6 separate regions of the Mus musculus genome follow, and regions 1, 2, 3, 4 and 6 are each linked to region 5. A link is a contact called in public Hi-C data. All regions are on one chromosome and are shown on one strand. The core of a region is the stretch at or near the end of the contact, and the rest is flanking DNA. Distances in the headings are between cores, read along the strand shown. Region 1 has its middle 25 kb from the start of Gm36834. Region 2 overlaps Gm46361 (a long non-coding RNA gene). Region 3 holds the start of 9430078K24Rik (RIKEN cDNA 9430078K24 gene). Region 4 overlaps Gm36132 (a long non-coding RNA gene). Region 5 overlaps Rad51b (RAD51 paralog B). Region 6 overlaps Rad51b (RAD51 paralog B).

Region 1 (3,055 bases), core at 409-2,908, 490 kb after region 5:
TTTCCTCCTTGGATCTCATCTCTAGGGCACAGGTATCAGCATTTAGCATCATAGCACAGCCTCTCTACAAGGAGGAGGGGAAGAGCTCAGCTCTGTTTACAGAAGCGAATCTCCCGGTTCAGGGATCTACCTGGAGATTCTACTCAAGCTTTGTCCCTCCTTCCAGTGCACCTCATCAAACCATCGCCACCACTACCGCCACCTCTGCCACACACTCTGCACTTACTTGACAAAGGAACTGGCTTTGTTCTTTGATATTTCTTCTTTACCATGTCACTGTGAAATAAACACCATTATCCCCACACCCCTGATGGAGAATCTAAGACCCAGAGAAGTCACTAGCTTGGATAAAACTGTATAAAGCTTTAGAAAAAGAGTGTGTGCAGTGCCCAGGCAGCCACTTCCTGCACTGCACAACTGCTCTGGAGAAAGGCAAGAGACAGAAAAGGTGTGAGAATCTCCCCTGCAAAACAGGTCACCAAACCCAGAAGAGTGCGGAACAGTAGGGGACAGAGTAGGCAGGAAACCCCCCACAGAACCATCTGGGGACACACAGGGGATCTACTTTCCTCCGGGCCAGCCAGTTCTAGTGGAAAAACAACCTTCCAGCCTGGGGAGCCTGGCTGGGCCACCTTCTGGTCTGTCTTCCTTCAGATCTAGTTCTCTCCCCTCTGGGGCCAGGGCTTGGGGGAAGGCTCTGTGAGGCTCAAGTCTTCATCTGGCTCCCTTGAAGCCAAGCAAAGAAAAATAGCCCTTTGCCAAGATCTTTCATCCCGGCCATTTACTCTCACAGATGTTTTCTGCAATATAAACAAGAAACAAGGAATGTTGGGGAGGAAAGGAGTGTGGGAGGGGGCAGAGAAGAAGGAGTGAACTGAGAGCTTTGAAATCTGCCCTTGCAGAGAGCAGGAAGCAGAACCCCAGCAGGGTCCCTCCTGCCCTGTTGAGTGTGGGCAGTCTCAGGATCACTGTAACAGGACAAGCAGACCATTACTGCTCTGATAGGAGGTTCTGGAGAAGGCCAGCCATCACAGGCCACCCCCTCCCCCATGCCTGGGAACTACTGCGGTCTCTGAGATAAAGCGAAGTCAAGGAAATACAGCCAGGCTGAAGCCTGACCCCACCCCAGCCCCCCACTTAGCACTCCTAAAGCTGGCATGGTTCAGGGGGACCTCGAAGAACTGTGAACATGGGCAAAGGGGCGTGGCCCACACAGTGGGCATTACTAGGCTTTGGTTGTACCACAGGAAAGGGACTGTTGGGCTGGAGGAAGCTGGAAGAACACAAGCTATAGTGAGTCAGGAAATAAACCCAGGAAGCCAAATGTCTCCAAATTCAATGTTTCCCGATTTTCCTGTTGAAGTCACAAGCTTTGAAACTAACAAACCTTGGGCTGAATACTCAGATGCCTATGGGAACCAGCAGAAGCCCAAAACACAACATATAGGGGACCTAGAGATAAGCCATGACTCAGTTTCTGTTGGATTCTTTAAAGAGAGCCCAGAGATCCGTAGTTTCCCGTAAAAATCTCCTGCTTTATTTTAACAATATTTGCAATCACTAAGACAAAGACACGCCGTCGGCCACATGAGTGGAGCCCGTGGGCAGCTCTAGTTTGTAAATCACAAACAGTTGCCCAATGTTGTCGTCAGTCAGCTGAATAAATGCTAACATGTTTACTCTTCCTGCTTCTGACTTCACAAAGGGATTAGTGACAAGGTTGAAAGCCTAAACAGCAAGCTTTTATTGGGCGTCTGTCTAGTCTTTCTTTAAAATGGAGATAAAAATTCAGGTGGGTCCAGAACAGAACCTTTGTCCCAGACCTCTAGCATGTGTTTATGTCTCTGGTTGGAAGGCAGGAACCTACCGTGATGGGATTGACTGTGTGGCACAGAATGTCCAGGGGAAAGAGACACCAGGTTTCTCTGAAGAGGCCTTGTGGGGCTGAAACCATGGGGAAGGGAAAGGAATGGCCACTCCTTGCAGTGGTTTCTGAAGCTGGCAGGCTATTCATTGAACTTAGGACAAGGAGCCCAAGAGACCATCCTTTAGAGCATCCAAGGGGATGTTAGTGTGGGGGGGGGGGGTTGCACAAGCATTGTCGGAGGCTACTGAAGCAGTGCATCCATTCAGGAACTGCCCCCAAATGCCAACTTTTTCCAGCAACTTTAAAGGAAAGAAGTGCACATATTTCACATAAAGGCCTGAGTGAGTATCTGATACCCAAGATTTCACAGACATGGCTATCACTTTGAGCTCTGTGAATGCATGGAAAGAGTGGCGATTATGACTTGGCCCCAGGATTCCCAGATATCCATTCATACATTCCTTACAACATGCTGCATGGTAGTCATCATTATTCCCACAGCACAGCACAGGAAACAGACTAGTACAAAGGCTCTCTGGGACAGAAGCCCTTCAGCCACTCCTGGGAGTTGATGATGCTTGATGCAAATTACCTGTCTGGGGTTTCAGGAAAAAAGGTGTGCCACACCCAGGTCTGCCTGAACACCCAGGATCTTCCTCTATGCTGGGGAAATCTGCATTTTCAAAGATTCCCCCCAAAGTCTCTTGAAGAGAAATGCCCGTCTTGGAGTGCCAGAGATCCAAGCACTAAAGACTAGTTACTGGATGTGGTCCACCACCGCCCCCTCACCAAAGCTGATGAGCAGTAGTGTGAAGGAGATACAGAAAGCAAGCATCAGCCGTGCATTGGATATGTCGAGTCCACAGGGATTCTTTAGGCTCATGGACCTCCTGTTCATGTGATGATACTGTTTCCTCTCTAACAGTTTATGTCTCCAATACCTCTAACACAGCCAGAGTCATGTCACCACATGCTGTTCTACTAGCCACAGAATATGATCCAGTCACCCTGCCTTTAACTGACACCCACTGGTGCTTTCTTTATGGCCCTCATAGGCAAAGCCCTCCTGTATCAACACTTTTCAGATACCCAAAGACCTCACTCTTACCCTTCATATTCATCACATTTGCTCTCTTCATATGTTCTCCATGTGACCTTCTCTTACCTCGTCCATACCTCATCCCAAGT
Region 2 (3,405 bases), core at 859-3,358, 400 kb after region 5:
AGAAGTGTTCAGGTACAGGCTGGGCTACAAATATAAGCCAGCCAGACCAGGGATGGGGAGTGAGCAGGAGGGAGGTCTCATGACGGAGACTCTCAGTGTGGCTATTTGTCAAACCACAGCACAGGGTTCCAGGTGGGCACACTACCTGATGCCTAAATACTCTGTCGGTGCTTGGAGAGCCTTCTTGTGGGTATGAGACAGCCATAGAGAGCAACCCAGCCAGCAACGAATGTCTTCGTTCTGAGGCAGGAACTCCGGCTTTCTCTTAGAGGCAGCACATGCTGAATTCAAACACCGCACTTGGTATATCGCAGTATTAGGTTCAGGTCCCAACTTTATGGGTCTCTCTGAGTAAGTGGGAGTAAGCTATATATTTACCCCGTGCCTCAGATTCCTCACCCGGTAAAGGAGGACAACAATACCTACAACAGAGGGTTCTTATGAAGATTGCAAAATCAGAAGTACATGCAAAGCATTTCCCCTGGCCTAGGGAGCAAGGCCCCATTAGCTGTGGTCTTCATTATCATGGAAGCTCCTCCCATCCTCCCCCCACAGACACTCTCTGAAGCTGGCTTTGTACAATTTAAGCACATGAAGAATCGACTTTTAAACTATAAATATCTTCATCCCCAGTTCCCAGAAAGCTTTTGGTTCTCTGTCTCTCTCTATTTCTGTCTGCCTGTTTTCTCGGTCTATCTCTTTCTGTCTGTCTGACTGTCTATCTCTGTGTCTTTCTATGTCTCTCACTCTCTCTGATGTCTCTCTCTGTGTCTCTGCTTCCCCCTGTCTCTCTGTCTCCTTTTTTTCCACAAGCCCTTGCAGTCTGCAATTTAGGATAGGCATGGCTTCCAAAGTCACCATCCTGATCATCCTGAGCATCAAAGTGACCCCTCCTGTGGACATTTGCCTCACTCCAGGGATATATAAAGAGGTGCTCAGCAGATGAGGACCAGACCTTTGCAACCGAAAATTCAACTTTAAAGTTCCAAAGATCTGTCCCAGGAAGGCTGGAGGGCTGTGTGATCTACAAGGTGAGACAGGGAATTTCAAGGTTGGAATCAAAGGCTCCTGAGCAGATGGAAAAAAAAAAGAAACATAGGTATGCAGCCACCCAGACAACAGCCAGTTAACCCTTCCTTTCCCAAGCCCACTGTTGGACTTTATGAGAGTCTCAGTCTCTGAATAGGTATGCCTCAGTTTCTCCTGCAAGCATGCTGTGACACATGGCAAACTTAACTTCTTTTACATGCTATATAATATCAAGAGCAATAAGATAGTATTATTTTATTGGTTCTATATTCTGTTTAATTTTTTGCGGGGGGAACACAAGACCTTGCTATGTACCCCAGGTCGGATTGAAAGTCATAATTCTCCTGCCTCAGTCACCCAAGTGTTGCAATTATAGGCGTGAGTCATCCATCATTTCTAATTCTGATTTTCTTCTCTGACTATCAGTGGTGAAGAGCTGAGTAAGTAAGAGTTGCTGTTACTCAGCTGGTGAAGTAGCTGGGTGGATTAGGGGTTTGCACAAAGCCTGACCACCCCAACTTTGACTCACTGGGACCCAGTGGTGGAAGGAGTGAACTGACTTCTGCAAGCTGTCTCCTGACCACCGCCTATATGTGTGCCCACACGTGCACAGATGAAGAAATAAAAATGTAATCAAAATCAAAAAGAGTCATTGCTGCTCTATAATGAAAAGATCTTCACTCATTAAAGGAACCCACAACGGATCATCTCATGCCTTCTTTAATAGTGCAACTTTGAAAGACATCCAGTTAGTGGCCCAGTGGTTATTTATTTATTTATTTATTTATTTATTTTCTACCTCTTCTGGAGTAGGTGACAGACACCACAGGGGAATGTTCAAGTGAAAAGCCCAGCATCCCTGGAAGACAAGAACAGAAGCCTTTGGACATCTGCACGGGACTCCATCACCAACACATCCAAACACTTTCTCGATCTGGAGGAAGAGCCTATCCCATGTTCCACAGAAGGCCCTGGCTCCTGCCAGTTCCTCCCTGGTTCACTGCTGGGAACCACAAGAGTGGCCTCTCTCATCCCTGCTGCCTCACTGGCCAGTGGAAGGGCAGAGTTGGCAGAAGAGCCTTTGTGAGCCTTGTTGACTCTGCTGGGTTCAGAGAGGCCTTCACAGTTGACTCAGCTAAGGAGAGTTGTTTACTTCCTGCAGCCTTGAGGTCTGCCAAGCACAGGGCCCAGCTGGGCAGTTCAGTGCCCGGGTCTCTCACTCCCACACCAGTACCTGTAGAGATCAGTGAACAGCCCCTGCTAGGCCGGCCAGACTGAGTCTGCACAAGCTGCCTTGGCCCTCAGCACAGACTCCTTCCTCCCTGCTAGTTCAGCTAGCCAGGCCTGCCTTAGTGACACTCCTGGGCTGGGTTTCTTTCTTTCTTCCTGAAGTCCAGAGCCCAGTTATTTACCCAAAGAAAACAGGGAAGTGACAAGGTAACAGAGTACACATGTTGTGAAAATATGCAGGCTGAGGCTGAAGAAAAGAAAACATTCTTCCATAAGGAACTGCCTTGTTAATTCATATTCTTCCCCCTCCAGATTAGAACCAGCCATTGCTTGTGCTCCTTCAAGTACTTTCTGTGGTTCCATGACAGCTGCCTACATGGGGCAAGATTTGGCTTGAAAAATGGGCCATCGGTCATGCTTTGGGTGGGGTGGAGGTTGTGGGGGGGGGTCAGACACTAAAATTCCCAGATAACTCAAATTCACTGCTCGCTCACTCTCTCGGCGGGATACAGGGGGGAGAGAGGTGGCATGGAGAATGGATTGTACAAACGTCAAGACATAACCTGATTTTCCACAAGAAGCCACAGCTCAGTAATGAACAGTCTTTGGAATGAGCTTTTCAACTCCTCTTGAAGTTGGTTTCCGATCCCTGGCAAACCCGGTCTCTGCAGCCTTGAGTAACGGCCACAGGCTGATTCTCGGCAATTAAAAATAATATTGGCCCTGATAGAGAACTCTTGGGCACCCCCCTCCCTTACACACCCTTTTCATTACGTGCCAAAGATTACTTTCCCAAACCTGTTTCAGAACAGCTGGCCGAGTTGGAGGAGCAGGCTCAGCCCTCGTGGCCTGGAGAGAGGCTGCAGTTATTAATAGCATTTGCTCTGCCTGGTGTTTGGGGCAGGAAGAGGGTGACCTGTGTCTGTTTGGAAAGTTGGGTCCTAATCAGTTTGGGGCCTGTTCTCTCTTCCCTGCATTCTTTAAACCTCAAGCTCTATGGATAGTGGCTGAGAGAGCCCACAGAGAGGCTGGGTAGGGCCAAATAGCCTCCCTATAAACCTTCAGGCTTCTCATTTCTTCCTTCGTGGTTGTTCTCTGCCTCTCAGTGGGTATTGGCCAGAGGACTGGCCAGGATCCTTTCAAGGG
Region 3 (3,342 bases), core at 225-2,724, 430 kb after region 5:
CTAAGGTCTGGACCCAGAGATGCTGGCTTCTTTCATGTTGCTTGGGTTCACTAAAGCAAAGAAATCGGCTTGAAAAAGAGAATGTTTCCTGCCTTGGATTCCCATTATTCTCTTGGTCAGATTTCAAACGATGGAGTGGGAGTTGCTTCTTAGAAAAAAAAAATCTCTTTCTATACAGGGCTGAGATCAGTGGGAAGTCTTAGGCCTAAGCCTATTAAGTTGATGGTGATGAAGGTGACATTTCTGTTGTTATTTGTCAGACAGAACAGAATACACCATCAACCATCCCTTGGTCACATTATAGGTCTATGAAACAAACATTGGGAAAGATTGACTGTTTGACAGTACTAGCTGGGGACAATGGTACATGCCTTTATTCTCAGCATTCAGGAAACAGAGGCAGGTAATATCCATAAGTTTGAGGCCAGCTTAGTCTACATAGCCAGTTCCAGAACAGCCAGGCTACATAGTGAGGCCCCATCTCAAACAAACAAACAAAAGTACTTTAGCATAGTTCCCTCTAAGGAGCTCACAGCCCAGGAGGAGGGCTGTTGGAGAATGGAGCTTAAGTCACAATGTAAAGAATGAGCCATAGCCACACAGAGGACCATCAATCTACCCAAGGATTCTGGAGATGGCACATAGAAAGAAGACCTAGAAGTTGGGGCTAATTGAACCAGCATTTTCAAGCACCTGAATTGGCTTTTCATGATGGGAGTGATGAGTGTGTTGCCCAAGGTCCTTGCACTCTGGGGAGTTAAGGATGACAAGCTCTTAGGGAATGGGAATCCTTTCACTGGGAACCACGGCTACACCCTTGGGCAGTGTGTCTGATGGACTAGTGGCCTCAGGCATGTCTTAATGTTGCATGTAGTCGGACATCTTAGAACAGAGTTCCAAAGCTGGTAGCATGTTCTTCTAGACTCTTCTCTTTTTACAAAAGAGAAGGCCCAGGTCTGCTTAAACAAGATCAGATGAAAGTCTAAAACAAGTCACAGTGCCAAGCTCCACATGTTCTGGAAGGTTCTCCTAGACTGTGTCTCTAAAAGATCGGGGTGGAGAAGAGTCCCGTAGGCCCAAGGCAGTGTCAGGTTCCCCCTTTCAGTCAACAGGAATAGAAGAGCCTTTAAGCAAAACCATATTTTTTTACATGTAAGCAAAACTTCTTAGAGAAATACTTAAGACAGCATTTTGTTGATGAGCCCAATGCCTTGGACCCTTCCTCGCTCCTTCCACCTGTCCTAAACACCCAACTTTCCATTCCCTGAGCAGCTCCACTCTCAATTGCTACATCCCCTAGGAAAAACTTCTATGCCCTCCCCATGGAAACAGTCACCCCCTTCCCTTCACACAAACCCATCTTACCTCAGGAAAAGATTCCGCATTTCCCTGCTTACCTGTGTGCCTTTCTGAGGCCAGGAAGTGGGGTTTTCTCCTCTGACACCCACCCTACTCCTAAGGGCCCATAAAGCTTTTAGTGAATGGACTCAGACTGCTATAAACAGCATCTTAATTTGCCCTAGCGTCTTCTAGCAGAGCAGGGTCAATCGCAAAGTCTCTCTTGATAAAATCAGAGAATGTCCTCATCCCCTAGTTTCACATATAAAGACTCTAAAGTGTGAATAAGGGAGGCTAGTCCAGGAGTAAGTATGTGTCCACACCAGGAGTGTAACAAGTGCTCCTCAGACTAGGATGAGCCCTACCAGGACTATGCTGAGACCCCCAAATTCCTCAGAGTCCATACACCACCCAAAATCAGATGAAAGTCTAAAACAAGTCATAGTGCCTAGCTCCAGAATGTTCTGGAAGGTTCTCTGAGACTGTCTCTCTAAAAGGTTGGGGTGGGGAAGAGCCCCCATAGGCCCAAGAAAGTGTCAGATTCCCCCTTTTCAGTCAACAGGAATGGAAGAGGCTTTAAGAAAAACCAAGTATTATTATTTGTTTGTTTTTACTGTGACTCAGTCTGTAGTAACTGGGTTAAAGTCCACTTTGAGACTAGGAGAACAAAAGACCTCCTGTTAGTGCTGGAAGTTTGCCTCTTAAGATATCCCTGAGGGGAACTGGGAAGAGAAAAAAAAAAAAAAAGGAGAGCCAGCAGCAGGACAGAGGAAGCTGTGGGCCTTCAGGAACACAGCCGAACTCTGGAAAGGAAAACACACTGCCTTTCATCTCTAGGCCTATCTGCACTGGCCGCTCCCTTTGCCGCTGTTTTATGGCTCACTGCAGGACACAGGCCAGTGCCCGATTCCCACACTCCTCTAACACGCTGAAACTGCCAGGGGTTATAGCAAAATAGACAAATGTCCACAGCTAACCAGACCTAGGTTCAAGAGGAGGGGGAAGAAGGGAAGGGAAAAGAAGGAGAGTTGGAGGGAGAAGAAGGGGATGACCCCACCCTACAGAACTCATTACATGTTGGGTGCTGTTCTGAGAGTACCCATGGCAACCCATTGTCTCGACACCCAAGAGGAGTCTAATGAGCTAATTCCCGGGGCCCAGAGGAAGAGGCAAGCTGGACCACTCTATTGGAGAAATCTATTCCCTTTAGTACTGTGGAGGAGTCACATGGCCAGTAGACTGAATCTTTCAGGCTACACACTAAAGCCATCTGACTCCAGCACTGGAGGACTTTATCCTTCTCTTTTCAAGTAGAAAGAGAATATTGAGGAAAGACAAGGCAAGAGTTCTCGTCCCAACCCTGCCTGTGACCTTTCTCCATCACCCTATGGAGATGTCCCACCTCCCAGATGGTAAGATGGGTCTGCACTGTGATTGCCTGTCCTGGAGTTGATCCACTATACCTTGACTGTATTGTATGAAGCCGATTGGAGACACTAAAGAAAAGACGGGAACTCCATGATGGTCTCAGAAATTCCTCCGTTAAAGCTCCTTCTCATCCTCTCTCCCTTCCAGGGCCTCCCCCCAATTAGATCTCTGCCTGCAGCTCCAGGACCTGCTCTATACAGTGTCTGGACCTTCTGGGTCTCCCAACTCACTTAATGAACACTTAGCATTTTGTTCTCTGAACAAGTTATATAATTTCTGAGTCATGATCAGACAGCAGAGATTTCTCCACCAAAACCAGAAAAGAAAGCATTGTGTGCTAAGTGCCCCTCATCTCTTTGTGGGACACCCCAGTTCTGCAGAAGTCTGCAGAAGACTGCTGCGGAGAGCCAAGATGGTTAGGAGCCTGTCCTCTAGCATCCTATTGGCTGCAGGTGACTTGAAGAGGAGTATTTGCTGCAACAAGCGAAGGCTCAGAGAGAGCTGATGTGGCTCCTTGGGCTGGCTTCGTAGGGATCGGGCCCCTTGTGCAATCACTAAACCCTGGCTTTGTGCCAA
Region 4 (3,177 bases), core at 508-3,007, 360 kb after region 5:
GATCTCAAGTGTTTTTTCAGCCTCTCTTTGTGCCCAGAAACTCTTCCCGACGACAGGAACTGTCTCTGCTTTGAAATCATGGTTTGAGGGCGAAGAATGCAGCTTGTGGTAGAACATTTGCCTAATGTGATCAAGGTCCCGAGTTCAATTCCCAATACCATTACCGCACAGAGAGGGAGGGAAGGGAGGAGGGAGACAGAGAGACAGAGAAAGAAGTCATTCCTTCAGCAAATATACAGAAAGGACCTGCTAGATCTCTAGTCGATCACTCAGATCTGCATAAACAGAATAAAGAAAGTTCACAGGCAAACCGTCATCTGTGTTAAGGAAGAAAGGACAGAGAAACTTGGCCTCGTTCACATGAACTTTAGTTTATCTAGAAATAGATATGAGACAAATACACAGATAAGTATGTGCCTGTGCATTGTCCTCAAGACTATGAAAGCAACGTGTGCGACCTGTAAAGGTCACCTGCTCAGAGGGGATTTCCACCGAGCCCTTGCCGGGATGTGCGGTTTGATCGGCTTTACTGACCTGGAGTCAAGGTTCGAGGACATTGAGAGCTCTGAGGAGGACATTGGAAAGAGAAGGGCCAGAAGCACAGTGGGGACAGCAGCCCTCCACCTGGATGAGATCGTTCAGGATGGTGAGCGAGAGCCAGGCTGAGACAGAGGTAACTTCAGATGTTTAAGACAATTCCCTTTGGAGGGAAGACACTTCACACTGGGGCTGGCACCCTAGCCCTTCCTGCTTCATTGTACTATTTCACGGTGGCTCTGTTCAGACTGGCTCCTTTGGCATCAGAAGGCCCTCCTTGACAGTGACTGTTAGCTGATATTTATTGAACATTTGGTATACACAGATCCCAGACAGGCACTTCACATGGGCTAACCTCATGTGGACCTCACACACCCTCTGAGGTTGGGTCAGCAACCGCTCTCACTGTGAGTGACGTCCTGTGAATCAGCTGATCGATTAAACAAGGCCCTCCGGGTCCACAAGGAGCAGAAGGGGGATGATCCAGAGACTCTCCACATTTGGGTTTGCTGTTTTGAATGCACAAAATGGAATCCTTATTCTGGTTCTTGGAGGTGGGTCTTAGCCTCACTCATTGAAGTTCTGTTCTGAAGTTGGGCAGCCTAGGTCGAGCATGTGGTTATTAATTTCAAACAAGAAGGGGCTTATGTGTGTGTGTGTGTGTGTGTGTGTGTGTGTGTGTGTGTGTGTGTGTGTGTGTGTGTGGAGGGGTCAGTTCCTGCCCATTGAGAGCAAACAAAATAAAAAAGCAAATCCCAAACTTCCAGGGTAGAGTTGAAGTCTCTTCAGACCAAACCTCTCAGGACAGTCTCGAGCGGACAGCAGAAGAGTATAAACAACTCCTCTAGCACTTCTGAGACCTGTCGATTCTTCTCTCTCTGAAGCAGAGCCTTTGTGAAGTTCTATAATCCTCCTTGTAGCTCTGAGACCTGGCCACCCCGCTGGAAAGCAACCCAGAGCCATGTGATTTGCAGCATGTACCGGCTCGAATATGGAAGACAGTAATTACCTCCAATTCCAGTTAGGAAAGCTGAACCCTGCCTTTTTCGTGCCTCAAACAATTATTGAAGTGCCTTTTGAAGCACTGGACAGAAGAGAAAGGCAAAACAAACCAGAGCCAATTAGAGCCTGGGATTTGAGGGTGGCTTAGAGTGGTGCGGCGGGACTTGGGAGGAACTGTGGGAGAGGGTCAGAGGTTACCTCAAAGCTCCAGCTGCCAGGCAGCTTTGCCTGTGCCAAAAGAGCCATTACTCTGCCTCTAGAATCAAGGCCCTCGCCCTGCCTGGGGAATGCTTTGCAGGAACAGCCTCTGCATGGCTGTTGAAGAAGGCTCCCTGATTAGATAAGGCCTGGAATGTGTTTGATGTTGTGCAAAACAGCCTCTGACAGCTTTCCTAACCCCACGTCCAAGGCTTTTCCTCAGCAGAGACTCCTGTGTAAGGACCTAGCTCACAGAGAGCTCTCCTGCAGGGAAGCACCTTAGAGAAGTCTATGAATGTGTGTGCCACTGAGAAGCAAGATCTGTGGACTCTGGAACTCTTCTGGCTGTTTGGAGGCAGCCTGAGTAACCGTTGCTGCCAGTGGAAACCAGGACAGTGTCGTGTTTCTCCCCCCCCCCCCCACACCCCCATGAAGGTTGCAAGTGGCCTTGGGCTGGTGAGGGATCCGGGGGAAGTACTTCTTTATGGATCTCAAGGACAGTCCCATTCAAAGCTGTGACAGTGCAGGCCAGTGAGTCTGAGCACAGAGAGTTGGGAGCCAGGTTAGAGAGGTCTTGGGCAGGATCTGGGAAGCATTTTGAGTTAATAAATTAAGGATTGCCAAGGCAAGGTGGCGCCATCCAGGAAGTTCCAGTTTGAGTTTGGGTTAGGATCTGGGCAAACTGTAAGCACCAAACAGCCCAGAGAAAAACCACTTTGCTGAATGTCCCTACTTCAGCCCGTGCAGACAGGCTTTATCTTGTCCTTGACATGAGTGCCAGGCTCTCCATTTGCCTGTCACCTACCCATTTACTGTGCCTCCATGTCTTCCCTCTCCTGTAAGAAATGGTCCTTGAAGGAATTCTATTCCTGTAGAAAGAACAAGGTGACACATTGCTTTAAAAAAATGCATTTACTTGGGTGACATAAACGCAACATTCTGGTGGTCTGTAAAGCTGGCTTTGCCCAGTGTGGTGGCAAATACTTTTTATCTCAGTGCTGTGAGTTCAAGGCCAGTCTGGTCTATGAAGTAGGTTGTGGGCCAGCCAAGACTATATAGTGAGCCCCTGTCTCAGAACTAAGTGAAAGAAAACAAATAAAAACAACAAAATAGGCTTGTTGTGTGGTTGAGAGAGGAGGTTCACGCTGCGCCTCCTTTTTGGATAAGAATGGCAGCTAAGATATTCATGCTTTCCTATTCTTGGTTTGTCCCCTGGTGCACCCTCTGCTCCCTCCTATATGGGGATTGCAGTCATTAGCCTTGTTGCAGATGGGAGGGGGACAGAGAGAGGTCAGTAACCTGGCCAAGGACACATGGAGAGAGGGGTCCACAGAGAACAGCTGCCATGAGCCGGAAGGGACTTAGACATACCAAGGTTCAAAAATATGCTTTGGTTTTAAAATTAAACCCTTTAAGGCTCCCACAGAGCAACGCTGAGAG
Region 5 (3,012 bases), core at 220-2,719:
CTCAGTCTTGCCTGCCATGTTCTGGTGAACTCTGTGTGGCCCTGCACAGAGCAAAGTTTATTTCTTGTTTGTGTTCCCATATATCTTTTGCTTTGTCTGGAGTACTTTGGCTTTCTATAGTGGGTTTCTGGCCTCCAGCTTTCTCATCATAAAGTAGGATTATCATCATAATATTTATGAATCATACGGCTCTGGAAAGATCTGTCCTTAATCAAAATAATTATTAAATGTCTCATAAACTTGTAGGCCAAAGAAAACATTTAACTTTTTTATTAAATTTGTGCAAATCATTCAGTGAGTTCAGGTTTTCATTCTCGCCCCCCCCTCCCCCAATTTTAAAATAAAGTAGTCGTAGGCTTGTCAAGAATGGTAAGAACTGGATCCTGACAGGAATGGTAGAAACAGAAACAAGCACAGCCTTTCTGGAGAGCCAGTTGGCAGGACAACAGACAGTTCTCTAAAATATGCAGATTTACATCTTCGCCCCCAAATATAAAACTGAATCAGCGTTCAAAGGCATGTGTTCAGAGACATTCATCATCATGTTGCTCATGATGATAACAGGCGGCTCACAGCTCAGTCGTTTAATATAGGGACAGTTCAGTTATATGTTCATTGTCAAACTGTGTGTAGCTATTAATGTAATGATGGCATTAATAGGAATTAATGGCTTTGGAAAGAAGTTCAGAGTGTTCTAGCATTTATAGTGTCCCATGCTGCTTCTCTTTGAGCATCGGCGGTCAAGAGCGGTAATTGTGATCACTTGTACTAACCTTGACATTCGTAGCATGTTACTGTTGAGTGCTGAAGTGTCCTGGGTAGTATGCTGAGCTCCGCTCAAACATTATCTCAGTGAACTTTCAGCCTAGCCCTACTAGCAGGCACAACTTGGATTATTATTTTGTAGATGAGAAAGCCCACTCTTAGAGGAACATAACTATGTAAGGCCTTATACTGAATGATAACAGGGGCAGCATTCATACCCAAACATTTATCTCTAGAATCGATATTCTCAAAGTTTACAGAGAAGCACTCCAGCGTCTTTATATCCTAGTAGAATGTCATGAGAGGCATGTTGTGGAAAACTCTTTCATATGCTTTCCTGTAACTGTACCTTTATCTGTGAGTACTTGGTTCCCATAAGTGGCAGGGAAGAGGTGGGTTAATATTTAATAAAAACACAGGTCAGCAAATAATAGCTCATGGGCCAAAGCCAGTCTGATGGTGGACTTTGTAAGTCCTGTTTTATCTCAGCAGCACTGTGCTTCATTATTATATATTGTCACTTGCTGTCTCTGTGCCTTATTGACAGGAATGACTAGTTTCAATAAAGATTGTGTGGTATAGAGGCTAAAATTAATAGTATCAGGTTCTTTACAGAAAAAAAATTGCCCATGCCTGCTGTAATACACTAGAAGTCTGGAAGGATATTGATCCTGTCTCAGTGATTGCTTTTCTGTTTAGAGTTCATGTTCTTCAGTAGGTACAGGCCACCAGTGTCCAGGTAGTTGGTGAGGGTTTACTGAGAACATGAACCAATAGCTTATTTCAGGACTTCTGAGCCCCTCTGTGCGTGGCTGGCTGGCATTCCCTAACTGGGCCATCTGTGTTGCCCTGACACTCAGACTGTTGCTGCTTCTCTGAGATGGAATGTGTATTCACAAATGAGGGCTCCATTAGTCATGGTGAATTTCCTGGGCCCTGGAGACATGGCCATGACATCACCAAGAGCCAATCAGAAAGGGGCCTCTATAGTCCAGCCTTCAATCCTCTTTGGAAGACTATAGACTAAGTGTTCTGTTCCTAGCCCTCAGGGTGTGATTTGAAACTGCCTTCCTCATCCAGCCATATTCTGGGCACAAAAGTCTAGCTTCTAGACCCAAGAGGCAAGGGCAAGCTTGATAATCTGCAGAGCTGGAGGCAGATTGCTGTTGAACATTTTTTTCCATGGCTTGGGTTTTTTCTTCCCAGAGTTTTCCACTCCAAATGACGTTGTTGCTTTCTGTGGCAAAGGATGGGTGGTGAAGGATGAAATCTGCATTAGATAAAAGATGGCTGGCAGTTAACATTTCTGGATAAGTATAGGTTGGTAGCATGACAAAAATCAGAAGTGTAGTTTGCTGGTTTGTTACATTGCTTCTCTGTATACTTTAACAGCTTTTAACAGCAACTGCTTTTAGCAAAATTAGTGTGTCTTAAAAACAGGCTCATTACCCACAGATCTTAGGATCTTCCTAATGAGGGTTAGCACCTCATTAAATCTTTTATCATCAAGAAGAAAAGACCCACTACCCCCCACTTCTCTTTTGGGGGGGGATTTAAATATTTTAGACTTACAAGCCTCTTTCTTCTCTTCCTTTTCTTTCATTCTTTTTCTTCTCTCTTCCTGTTCCCATCCCAATTTACGAGAATCATTTGTAGAATTCAGTTTTAGAGGTAACTTTCCTAATCTGTGTTCAAAAGCATCTGTTCAAATATGTATTTCTAATTGGCTCTGTCTCTTGTTACTAAACTATAATAGTTAAAACACCTTTAAATTTTATTCAAGGCTCACACTTGTAATCCTAGCACTTCAAGCGGTGAGGCAGGAGAATCTCAAAGTCAAGGTCAGCCTGAGCAAGAACTTGTCTCAAAAAAAAAAATCCATTGATCCTGGAAATTGAGACTTAGAACCTAAGCCAGGTGTGGTGCCTGTAATACTCAAGAGCCTTAAGTAGTCCAGAGAAGTAACAAAGGTCCAGTGGCAGCCTGAGCTGTAGCGGGAGATCTTGCCTTTAAACCAAACCAAACCAAACACAACCAATCCCCAAAACAACCCTAGGAAACAAAACCAGAAAAAAAAATCTTGAAGTGGACTCATGCAAATAGAGTTTTATAGCTTAATGCAGTTTATGAACCCCAAAATTGTACCTTCTCCCTTCATAAGGAATATATCTAATACCTTTTCATATTTTTCATAAAAATCAAAGAGAAATTGGCAGAGTAGCCTTCATTATTAGTTTACCTACATTT
Region 6 (3,271 bases), core at 458-2,957, 300 kb after region 5:
AATCACAGCAATCCTATGAAGAGATGAGAGGCAAACACAGGAGGGCAACCCTGAAGCTGGGCTATCCTGAAGTATATATGCATGGCAGAAATAACAAGAGAGACCCTGCTTCTCAGAAAGGAGGTAGAGAGGCTATTCAGTTAGAAGTGACTGCTGCTCATATAGAGAACCCAGTGTGGTGTCCAACATTCACTGGCAGCTCGCAACCATCTGTGACTCCAATTCCAGGGGATTTGATGCCTCTTCTGGCCTCTGTGGACACCAGGCACACATGTGGTGTGCATACATATATGCAGGCGATATATTCTTACACATAAAATAGAATCTAAAAAGGAAAAAGAAAAAAAACAGAAGGTAGAAGAAGAGAACAAGCCTCAAAAGTTGTCCTCTGACTTCCACATGCATGCTATGTCATGTATGTACATGAGCATATGCATGCAAATACACAGTAATAATAATTAATAGTAATAATAAATATAGCTACAGAAGAAACTAGAAACCAGCAAAGAAAATATGTTACTGAAGGGGATGGACCTGGATCAATATGTCCAAGAAAGAAGAGAATTCAAGAAAATGTCAGGATGAAGAGTTTCCAACCAATAGAAAACATTCCCAGGGGCGGGGCTCCACACCTCACTGGCTGCTGGTCCCAGTTCCCCCAGAAGCACTTCCCTGTGAGGGAACTCTGTCTCCTGTCAGCAATGCCTCTGAACCTCTCATGCCCTGCCCTCTTGCCACCATGTGCTCCTGACTCTTCTGGGGAGATGGGGGTGGGGGTGGAGGTTAGGGACTAGAGTTGTTCTCCCCAGAAAACCTGAGCCTCATTTTTATCAGAAAGAGTGCTTGGTTTTCCGTTCCAACTCTGCTGTGTGATTTGGAGAAAAGTCTCTGGGGCCCCAGCTTTTAAGAACCATACAGTAACCTGTTATCAGTCAGCAATGAAACTGGTTCGTAAGAACCAGCATTGAGGGGGCTGGAGAGCTGGCTCAGCGGTTAAGAGCACTGACTGCCCTTCCGGAGGTCCTGAGTTCAAGTCCCAGCAACCACATGGCAGCTTGCAACCATCCGTTATGAAACCCGATTCCCTCTTCTGGTGTCTGAAGATAGCTACAGTGTACTTACATATGATAAATAAAATAAATCTTAAAAAAGGGGGGGGACTGGGGGGGGAGGAGAGGAAGGAGAACAGGAAATTATCAGGTTATATCACATGTGAAAGGACCAATCCATAAGTGTGTCTGTATGTACATGGTGAGTTATGTATGTAGACCACAAGTGACCTGTGGCTTAGACTGCAGTAGGCAGCCTGAGCCATCCCTAAAGGCCTCCAGACTTCCATGTACCCACTTCTCCTGGGAGACCACATACTTCTGTCTCTCCTCTCAGCACAGGCGTTACCTTGAGATCACCACAGGCTGAAACACACAAGCTTACTCTCACCCCGATTTTAGCAGCTGAGCATGCCGGAAGCCCTGCGTAGTCCCCAGGTTTAAAGCAGAGAATCCCTGCTCCCTGTATAATAAACCTGGAGAGGTGCCTGCAGCTGAAGCCACAAAGCTTTCCTGGTGGAAGCCTGCAGTTCCTGCCTGCAGGACACAGAGGAGGGCAGTGGGGAGGTTACCTAAGAGGCTGGGGCAGGTCCTATAGGCTACCACTAAGAGAATGGCAGGTGCCATTGTAGCTTCCTGTCAGTCTGGAGGAGAGAGTGAGGCTGGAGTGGTGGGAAAGCACTGTTAGCTCACGCTGGCTGCTCTGGGGGTGGGGCTGTGAGTGACCGTGGGAATGGTCCCTCGGTGCCTTTTATCCCTCTGCAAACCCCAAAGATTGCTAATACCTGAAGCTCTCTGTGCACAGCAGAGGGAGAGAATGAAAGGTGAAGGCGAGATGTGATTGACCAGCTCCACAGGCCATTCCCCTCACGAGTTCTCAAGGATTAGGACGGCGAGATGCAGGCGGCTGCGACTGGGGGCCTGACACCGTCCCTCCTCTTTGTTCACTGGCATGGGAGAGACAATGAAAGGGCAGGCTGGAAAGACCAAGGGGGTGGTTAGAGATTTCTCAAGCTGCTTTTTGAAACCCTTGAAGGAGCCAGTCCATGCTATTGTTGTAGTAAAATAGAAAGCGGAACTATTCTCCTTTGGCAAAAAAAAAAAAAAAAAAAAAAAAAAAAAAAAGAAAGAAAGAAAGAAAAGAAAAAGTAAAAGAAAGAAAAGCACCCTCCCAGGCATCTTCAGGAGGCTGCTGGACCGAAGCCGTTAACATGGTAATACCATCCTGTTTGCATCTTCTTTGTCTGCCCTGCATTTGTCTGGGGTTCTGCCTCCTCACGCTAGGCCCTCTAGGGCCTAGGAAATACTTAGACCCCAAAGGAGAGGGAGCCAAGCACCCAGTGGCCACCAGCTTCCAAGGGCCCTGGCCGTTAGCAGGGGCCCAGGTGGAGTCCGAGGGAGAGTTCGGTCCTTTGTACCACTGGAAGGAGGATGTTGGGAATGGAGAGGAACTGGGAATCTACTTTTCCTTTACCCTCCCTGGAAGCCTCAGTACTAGCAAGTGGTAACAGGGCTGAACGAAGCAGAGAGGACTGATGGACTGATGGACTGCCAGGACTGATGGACTGGGTTGAAGGTGGAGGGCTCAGGAGGGAAGCAGGAAAGCCATTGATTTGGGGGATAGGTTTTAATAGGGGTGGGCGTCTGAGCACCAGGCTACGATCGGGGAAGAGAGACTTCACGGGGAGCTCCAGTTTGACCTACATCTCTCTGCTCGTGCCCCTGGTCTCAGTGAGATGCAAATGCACCGCTAGGGCTGGGGAGATGGCTCAGCGGGTAAGAGCACTGACTGCTTTTCCGAAGGTCCTGAGTTCAATTCCCAGCAGCCACATGATGGCTCACAACCACCTGAAATGAGACCTGACGCCCTCTCCTGGTGTGTCTGAAGACAGCTATAATGTACTTATGTATAATAAGTAAAGAAAAAAACAGCACTGGGATGGGAGCAGAGATGGGAAGCCAAGTGTGTGGCTGATGCTAGGGGTAGAGGGATTGGTGCAGGCTGGGAGAGGCCAGCTGACCCTTCTAGAGTCTGACTGGGTGAAGGACCTTCCAAGGAGGAAGCTGGCCCAGTGATTGAAGAGGGTGGATGAGCAGGCCCGCTGTCGGCTGCTTTGCCTTGCAGTCTCCTTTCCTCAGGAATCCAGGGAGTGGTTGGGAAAGCAGCAAGCCAAGTTGTTTTTAAGGAGGACGGAAGACAGCTTCATTGCCCAGTGAGACAG

The links. A called contact is a pair of places that touch in the nucleus more often than the background predicts.
Region 1: a Hi-C map of uterus shows a contact between it and region 5, with 4 times the contacts expected there. The contact joins two enhancer-like sites. A contact is called at or near these places in 3 of 484 Hi-C or Micro-C datasets (bone marrow-derived macrophages and uterus) and 2 of 115 datasets of contacts at active chromatin or transcription factors (differentiating embryonic stem cells and embryonic fibroblasts).
Region 2: a contact with region 5 is called in a Hi-C map of muscle stem cells, with 1.9 times the contacts expected there. The contact joins two enhancer-like sites. A contact is called at or near these places in 2 of 484 Hi-C or Micro-C datasets (muscle stem cells and myocytes), 7 of 115 datasets of contacts at active chromatin or transcription factors (astrocytes, cardiomyocytes, differentiating embryonic stem cells and 4 more) and 1 of 9 other capture datasets (embryonic stem cells).
Region 3: a Hi-C map of uterus shows a contact between it and region 5, with 1.9 times the contacts expected there. The contact joins the promoter of 9430078K24Rik here to the enhancer-like site in region 5. A contact is called at or near these places in 1 of 15 datasets of contacts at CTCF or cohesin (the NIH/3T3 cell line), 2 of 484 Hi-C or Micro-C datasets (the 3T3-L1 cell line and uterus), 4 of 115 datasets of contacts at active chromatin or transcription factors (the NIH/3T3 cell line, epiblast stem cells, fibro-adipogenic progenitors and 1 more) and 1 of 9 other capture datasets (embryonic stem cells).
Region 4: a contact with region 5 is called in a Hi-C map of uterus, with 5 times the contacts expected there. The contact joins two enhancer-like sites. A contact is called at or near these places in 6 of 484 Hi-C or Micro-C datasets (myocytes, nephron progenitors and uterus), 1 of 115 datasets of contacts at active chromatin or transcription factors (stem cell-derived neural progenitor cells) and 2 of 9 other capture datasets (embryonic stem cells and embryonic trunk).
Region 6: a contact with region 5 is called in a Hi-C map of uterus, with 8 times the contacts expected there. The contact joins two enhancer-like sites.

What each region holds. Positions count from the first base shown.
Region 1 is chr12:79,993,238-79,996,292 of GRCm38.p6, forward strand. No RefSeq gene overlaps it. Among named protein-coding and RNA genes, the nearest start is that of Gm36834, 25 kb to the right of the region's middle. Within about 2 kb of position 1,659, at least 61 of the 459 cell types and tissues checked have an H3K27ac peak or open chromatin away from gene starts, as enhancers often do. A contact at or near this core is called in uterus, where this site is marked.
Region 2 is chr12:79,902,908-79,906,312 of GRCm38.p6, forward strand. Gm46361 (a long non-coding RNA gene) reads left to right here. Exons shown (of 2, transcript XR_001780641.1): 2 at 918-1,675. Among named protein-coding and RNA genes, the nearest start is that of Gm51985, 5.9 kb to the right of the region's middle. Within about 2 kb of position 2,109, at least 114 of the 459 cell types and tissues checked have an H3K27ac peak or open chromatin away from gene starts, as enhancers often do. A contact at or near this core is called in astrocytes, muscle stem cells and myocytes, where this site is marked.
Region 3 is chr12:79,934,790-79,938,131 of GRCm38.p6, forward strand. 9430078K24Rik (RIKEN cDNA 9430078K24 gene) reads right to left here and starts at 1,475. Exons shown (of 4, transcript NR_131074.1): 1 at 1,398-1,475. 4933435C09Rik (a long non-coding RNA gene) reads left to right here and starts at 1,750. Exons shown (of 3, transcript XR_381736.3): 1 at 1,750-2,750. Gm51985 (a long non-coding RNA gene) reads left to right here. Exons shown (of 2, transcript XR_003950201.1): 2 at 1-77.
Region 4 is chr12:79,858,029-79,861,205 of GRCm38.p6, forward strand. It overlaps Gm36132 (a long non-coding RNA gene), which reads right to left. Exons shown (of 4, transcript XR_381728.4): 4 at 815-2,606. Among named protein-coding and RNA genes, the nearest start is that of Gm36132, 8.0 kb to the right of the region's middle. Within about 2 kb of position 1,758, at least 105 of the 459 cell types and tissues checked have an H3K27ac peak or open chromatin away from gene starts, as enhancers often do. A contact at or near this core is called in uterus, where this site is marked.
Region 5 is chr12:79,502,587-79,505,598 of GRCm38.p6, forward strand. All of the region lies in intron 7 of Rad51b (RAD51 paralog B), which reads left to right. Among named protein-coding and RNA genes, the nearest start is that of Rad51b, 210 kb to the left of the region's middle. Within about 2 kb of position 1,470, at least 138 of the 459 cell types and tissues checked have an H3K27ac peak or open chromatin away from gene starts, as enhancers often do. A contact at or near this core is called in the NIH/3T3 cell line, astrocytes, epiblast stem cells and 5 more, where this site is marked.
Region 6 is chr12:79,805,829-79,809,099 of GRCm38.p6, forward strand. The region is part of intron 10 of Rad51b (RAD51 paralog B); the gene reads left to right. Among named protein-coding and RNA genes, the nearest start is that of Gm36048, 8.5 kb to the left of the region's middle. Within about 2 kb of position 1,708, at least 38 of the 459 cell types and tissues checked have an H3K27ac peak or open chromatin away from gene starts, as enhancers often do. A contact at or near this core is called in uterus, where this site is marked.